Regions from separate parts of the Zea mays genome. Here region 2 is linked to region 1. A link is a contact called in public Hi-C data. All regions are on one chromosome and are shown on one strand. The core of a region is the stretch at or near the end of the contact, and the rest is flanking DNA. Distances in the headings are between cores, read along the strand shown.

Region 1 (3,157 bases), core at 527-3,026:
TATACATCTGATTATATTTAATTTTTTCCCATCCTTATTTAAGTTACCCAATATTTTTTCTATACATTTGCCATTTTTATTAATGTTTTATGCCTATTTTTTATTATTTGTTATATTATTCACGTTAGTAATTTTATTTCTTACTATAGCCCATGAACAGCAGACCCGTGTAAGCGTCTTGGGCCGTAAAACAAGAACTCACACCATAGCCCAGTATACCAAAGTTTTGGCCCAGTCCTTCTGCTGGGCCAGAGCTCAGAGGACTAGAAGGCGAAAACGTCAAGGGAAACCACTGTCAGGTCAATTTCACTGGTCACTGGACACGCAACACAGCGTCACAGCGATGACAGACTCGTGACTTTCACGAGTTGTTCACTCACAGTGAAAGTTGCATGAACAGTGAACTCAGGACAGCGAAGCCATGCATGAACAGAACAAGCAGGATAACCGTGAACAGCATGGCTATCTAGCTAGATAAGCTAATGCTTTTAACAGGTGCTAGCCTGCTAGGTACATAGCGAAGCACAGCCGCACATGCAGACGCGTGCATGCATGATGCATGGTGTCCACCTGGACACACCTCATCGGCGGCCGATGGACCCACTCAACTTACCGAAAGCTACTGACCACACAATTAAAAACAATATAAATATACTCTGTGCCCCAGAGAATTAATTGACCAATTAATGCGCCCGGCGAGAAATCAACCGGAGTCATACGTACGTGTCATGGAGGACACGGCATGCAGGTCGGTATAGCTAGGTTACCTGCGCTTGAGGGACTTGCTGAAGGGCTCGTCGTTGTAGGAGATGCAGCCGTCGACGGCGCCGCCGGCGGCGGCCCTCCCGCCCAGGATGCTCAGCAGCGTCGTCTTGCCGCTGCCGGACGGGCCCATCAGCGCCAGCACCTCGCCGGGGGACGCCGACCCGGATATCCCTCCCAGTATCTCCCGCGGCGAGCCCTTCCCCGCCACCCTGTACTTCACCTCCGCAAACTGCCACGCACGCCGCCGCTTAGATACGAAGCTTTTCCGCTGCGCGACGTGCATGCATGCATGGCGGTGTGTGCTTTCGATCGTTTTTTACCTTGAGGTATATCGGCAGGGTCGGCTCGGTCACCAGTTTCTTGCGCCGTGTGCCGGCTTCGATGTCCACTGCTGCGGCCGCGCAGGACGTATATATATGCACGCATATGCAACCGTCGTTAGAGCTGGCTAGCTAGCTAGCTATGTTCTCGGATGGACTGGCGCGTACTATACGTACGGTTCTCGTCGTCGCTGAATGAAGGCGGGTCGGCGGAGCACATGTGCTGGAGCGGCGGGGTGAAGCCGGTGAAGGTGAAGGAGAAGCCGAGGCTGGCGCTGGAGGCGCGGCTGAGCGCGGCGCCGCTGCTGACGAGGTCCTCCACGTCCAGCTTCAGCTGCGCGCTCCGGGACTTGCGGATGTGGCTGTTGTTGTTGCCGCCGCCGACCGACGCGGAGCGCCGCTTCCTCCCGAACCCGGCGGGCTTGGCCGCGTCCGCCGCCGTGCCCAGCACCGTCTCCGCCGACGCCGTCCGGCTCAGCGACAGCGACGGCGCCAGGTGGTCCGACTTGGCCCGCCCGACCCCTCCGCCGCCGCGCGCCGCGTCCATCACCGCCGGCTTCTCCATTGTCGACTCCATCGTCACCTCGCCTACCTAGCTGGCTGGAGACGTGCTCGCGCGCGCACGGCTACATACAGCTAAAGGAAAACTGTAGCTGTTACACGGGCGGGCGATATATACGTCTGCCAGCGACGGACGGACCCGCCGCGCGCGAGCGACTCGGTAGGCAGGCAGGCAGGCAGAGCGAGCGAGATTGAGGCGAGCTCTGGCGCGGCGCGCGGGGCGATGGCGAGAGCGACGTCGGAGGCGACGGAGGGGCAGGGGCTCGCCAGCGCGGCGCGAGGGCGACGGGTGACCCTCGGCCCGCGCATTGATGGCGCGGGAAAGTGGTGGTGTGGCCGGCTGGCCGCGCCCGCACGGGCTTGCACCCTCCACACACGCCGGTCTCACGACGACGTATCGCGCAGGGCACTGCACCTGCACCTGAGCTGTGGGCCGGGTGCCGCCGTGCGCTGCATCGCCTGCCTCCACCATCCAGCCACCTGGCGGATCCCTGGCTTCTATTCCTCAATCGCCTCCCGTTCCATGCCCTCGGCCCCTCGCTCCCTGCACCGTCTCCATGACTCGTCCTCTCGCCTGCCGGCATCCTCATCTTGGACCTGGATACATATTTCCATGTTTTTTTCGTTTGGCTGACATATTATATTGGCTTCGTACGGTTATTAGTTATTAATTATGTCGTTGCGGTGTCGAATTCAAATTTGAAATAGTGAAGGAACGCGAGAATTTATTGAGAGTCAAGAAAACGGAATGATACAAGCAAAACCTTTAAAAAACTAGTATTACGTATAATACAATTTCACATCAATGTACAATACAAGTTTAAGAAAGAAAACTATATAAATAAAATAAGTAAACATACCACTAGTTGTCGATTGAATCGAAACTGTGCGTGCCTTAAAAAATGTTGATCTCTTCGATGGGCGGAAGCGCCGGAAAAGGGACGGGTTACGAGACACCTCTGACGAAGAGCCATGTCTTGTTGGTTCGCTAAGCTCATCGTTCGTCGGGATGTATCATCGTATTGTCACGACGAGTGAAATCAGGCTTACCAGCCTGCGTCAGCATCATGACGATAACCAATAGGGGCAAGGGCAGCAGGGTCGGGCAGCATTGTGCGTGGTAAGGCCATCTTCAGCACAGTAGTAGAAAAAGACTTAAAACCTGCGGTGTGGTATATTTTTACAGGTGTATTCAGTTATCAACTGTATTTGCTATTTTTAGTGTCGGTTCCTTAAGAAAATTGTCACTATAAATCATATTTCTAGTTTTCTACATGAGGTTTTTTTAAAAAAATTGCATGTAGAAATGGATTTCTAGTGGCAGTTTTTTAAGTAACTGCATGTAAAAATCGATTTCTAATGACGGTTTTCTTAAGGAATCACACTAGAAATCATATTTATCCTTATTTTTTCGAGTTTTCCAAACGACCTTGACGATGAAACCACCAAAATAAAAAGTTGTAGATCTCTAAAAGTTATGAAACTTTGTGGTTGACAACTTTTTTATTTGA
Region 2 (3,030 bases), core at 314-2,813, 150 kb after region 1:
ATGTCACAACCACATAGGGCAAAGCAAAAGCGTAACAGCTGGTAATGCAAAAAATGACAGGATTATGCTTGACTTAATAATTAGGACAAATCAGGATAGCAGCATGTTCTTGTCTGTTGGTACCCTATATGGTCATTCGAGAAAGCGTTGCCCTTTTGGTACTGTCGTACAGCTAGTTGTAAAGTAGGACGACAGCAGCACAGTAAACCTAGACAAAATACGACATTGAAACATTAAACTAGACTTCCTGTTATACTTTCTATCTTACTTTCTATTTTAAAGTTTATTTTGTAAATAATGCAATTTACAGTGTAAAATAGTATTTTGCACGGTCTTTTACACGGCCTGCTGAAGATGTTTTTAATCTACTAATTGTCATAATTAACAAAATCACACATAGATCTTTCACCATGACATCATGGTTGGTGGAGGAGAGCAGCGCACGGTTAAGGTCGAAGCAGAGGATATGTGGCATCGAGGTTGATGCTACGATCTATTGTACCGAGATTAGTACCACAAATCTTTGATACCAACCTTAGTGTTGTAGATCTTGGCATAAGGTCCCGCCATGTCACAACCACCGTCTCCATGCTAACAGTGGCATTGCCCTGAAGGCTGAATGTGTAATCTCCATGTTATAGATCATAGGCTGATTCAAAAAAGTGTTTAAATCTCTGGTTCTTTATGGTATAGAAATAGGTGAGATTAGGTGACCTTTTCTTCATTTTGCATTTCTTATTAATTTTATATACCGCTATTCTGAAGAATATTTTTTTATTCTTGCTTATCCTACTTTCCCCGTTGTTCTAAGTAATATGCGTGGTACAAAGTTTGTGATAGAAACTTCTTTAAGTCATTGTATTTTTCTGTTCATACAAAGGAAACAAATATGTGATTTTCCAAATTGGAAAATAGAAATGAAGCCCTTTTTGTTCAGTCTATCTGGACCTTTTCTTGTATAATAGGAATTAATTAGAATATTATATTCTAAGTATTTCGTTTCATCTAGGAACAGAACGTCAAAATATTCCTTGACTTGAATAAAATCTGGAATTGTGTTGATAAATTAGTTTTTCAGAGTTTAGAGATAGATTAGTTTTTCATAAGTCCAAACATAATTTTTTTATTGAAAAGGAGCTAAAATAAAAAAACGCGATGGACAGGATAGGATCGAAACGTGTAATCTCGATGCTATAATTCTTAGGCTGATTTACAGGATTTAAAGATAGATTAGTTTTTCAGAAGTCCAAACATAATTATTTTATGAAAAGAGCTAAACGCGAAGGATAGGATGCAATTGTTCTACTAGTTCTCATCATGCTCCTACGGCCCGACCCACGTCACCGGCCGCTAACTCTCTTCCCATTCTGAGGCCCGGTCCACACTCCATCCTCAAACGGCCGCCGCCAAAGTGGGCGTGGCCCAACGAGAGCGCGGATTAACCGCTGCCCGCTGCGTAAATCGCAAGCAGAGAACACACGGTGACACGGAGGCAGTCCGCTTGAAAGCTAAGCTAAACTGCTCTAGCACGCATATAAACCCTTGACAAATCAAGAGTGGAGAAAAAAAAACACGAACCCACTAGCCCTCTCTGCTTCCTCTCCGTTTCTCCTCCACTCACCAGTCACCACTCCTGATTGCTGTCGAGTCTCGATCTGCCAGCGCGCGGCGCGATGGCCGACAAGGCGGCGTCCCCGGAGAAGAAGTCATGGGCCGACGTCGAAGAGGAGGAGGAGGCCAAGGCTAAGGCGACCGCGGCAGCCGAAGCGGCGGCGGCGGCCGCCGCGGCGTCCTCTTCCTCCTCCATCACCGAGCCGGCGGTGGAGGAGCAGGCCAAGCAGATCGAGGCGCTCTCCCTCGCCCCGTCGGTGGACGACGCCGCAGGCGAAGAGGGCCCGCCCCTCCTCGATGACTCCGACGACTCGCAAATCCAAGCCGTACGATCCCGTTCCCCTCCCCCCCACTTCCGCCGGCGGTGGCACCAGCGCCGACGCTGACACTAGCCCTAGCCAGTCTCGCTGGCCTCGGGCTGCTGATTGACTGATGTAATTTCGATTTGGCTGCGCTCCAGGTGATTTCGGGTGGCACGGTGTACGAGTCGGCCACCACGTTCGAGGATCTGAAGCTGTCGCCCGAGCTGCTTAAGGGGCTGCACGACGAGATGGGGTTCAGCCGCCCGAGCAAGATCCAGGCGATCACCCTGCCCATGATCCTCACGCCGCCCTACAAGGACCTCGTCGCGCAGGCGCACAACGGCTCTGGCAAGACCACCTGTTTCGTCCTCGGCATGCTCAGCCGCGTCGACCCGCAACGCAAGATACCCCAGGCTATCTGCATTTGCCCCACCAGGGAGCTTGCGCAGCAGGTCGAATCACCGTTCTTATACTATGCTCTCGCATCATATGGGTAACCTCTGTTGTTAATAGTGCTGAGTTTGCTTCATCCAACTCTGCAGAATAAGGCAGTTCTCATGAGGATGGGCAAGTTTACTGGCATTACATGCGCCTGTGCAATCCCGCCAGCTCAAAAAGACTACATGCCGATCTCGAAAATGGCTCCGATCACTGACCAGATCGTTATCGGCACATCTGGTACGCTCATCAAATGGATTACCCATAAGAAGCTGGCCACAAGGGACATCAAGATACTTGTGTTTGATGAGGCAGATCATATGCTTGCTGAGGTATGTTTGAGTTTCATTCTTGTTTTGTTATCATAATAATTCCTAGGGTATTTGAGTTACTATAATGCTGCAAGGAGCAATGTATCAAGAAGCATACTAAGTTGCTCTGACTGTGCTTGGCTATCACATCACAACCGACTGATTAAGTGATTATTAAAAAGAGTAGAGGAAAGTTATTCATGTTTGAGTTCCATTCTTGTTTTGTTATCATAATTATGCATAGGGTATTTGGGAGGTTACTATAATGCTGTAAGGAGCAATGTATCAAGAAGCATAGTAAGCTTCTCTGACTGTGCTTGGCTATCACATCACAACCAACTGATTAAGTGATTCTTAACAAGAGTAGA

The links. A called contact is a pair of places that touch in the nucleus more often than the background predicts.
Region 2: a Hi-C map of endosperm shows a contact between it and region 1, with 2.5 times the contacts expected there. The contact joins the promoter of LOC100193503 here to the promoter of LOC100216600 in region 1. A contact is called at or near these places in 7 of 25 Hi-C or Micro-C datasets (ear, endosperm, leaf and 2 more).

Annotation. Positions count from the first base shown.
Region 1 is chr1:12,076,343-12,079,499 of Zm-B73-REFERENCE-NAM-5.0, forward strand. LOC100216600 reads right to left here and starts at 1,777. Exons shown (of 10, transcript XM_008666607.4): 1 at 1,263-1,777; 2 at 1,086-1,153; 3 at 768-994. The coding sequence starts at 1,662.
Region 2 is chr1:12,229,811-12,232,840 of Zm-B73-REFERENCE-NAM-5.0, forward strand. It overlaps LOC100193503 (DEAD-box ATP-dependent RNA helicase 38), which reads left to right and starts at 1,564. Exons shown (of 8, transcript NM_001138616.1): 1 at 1,564-1,937; 2 at 2,072-2,365; 3 at 2,456-2,683. The coding sequence starts at 1,674.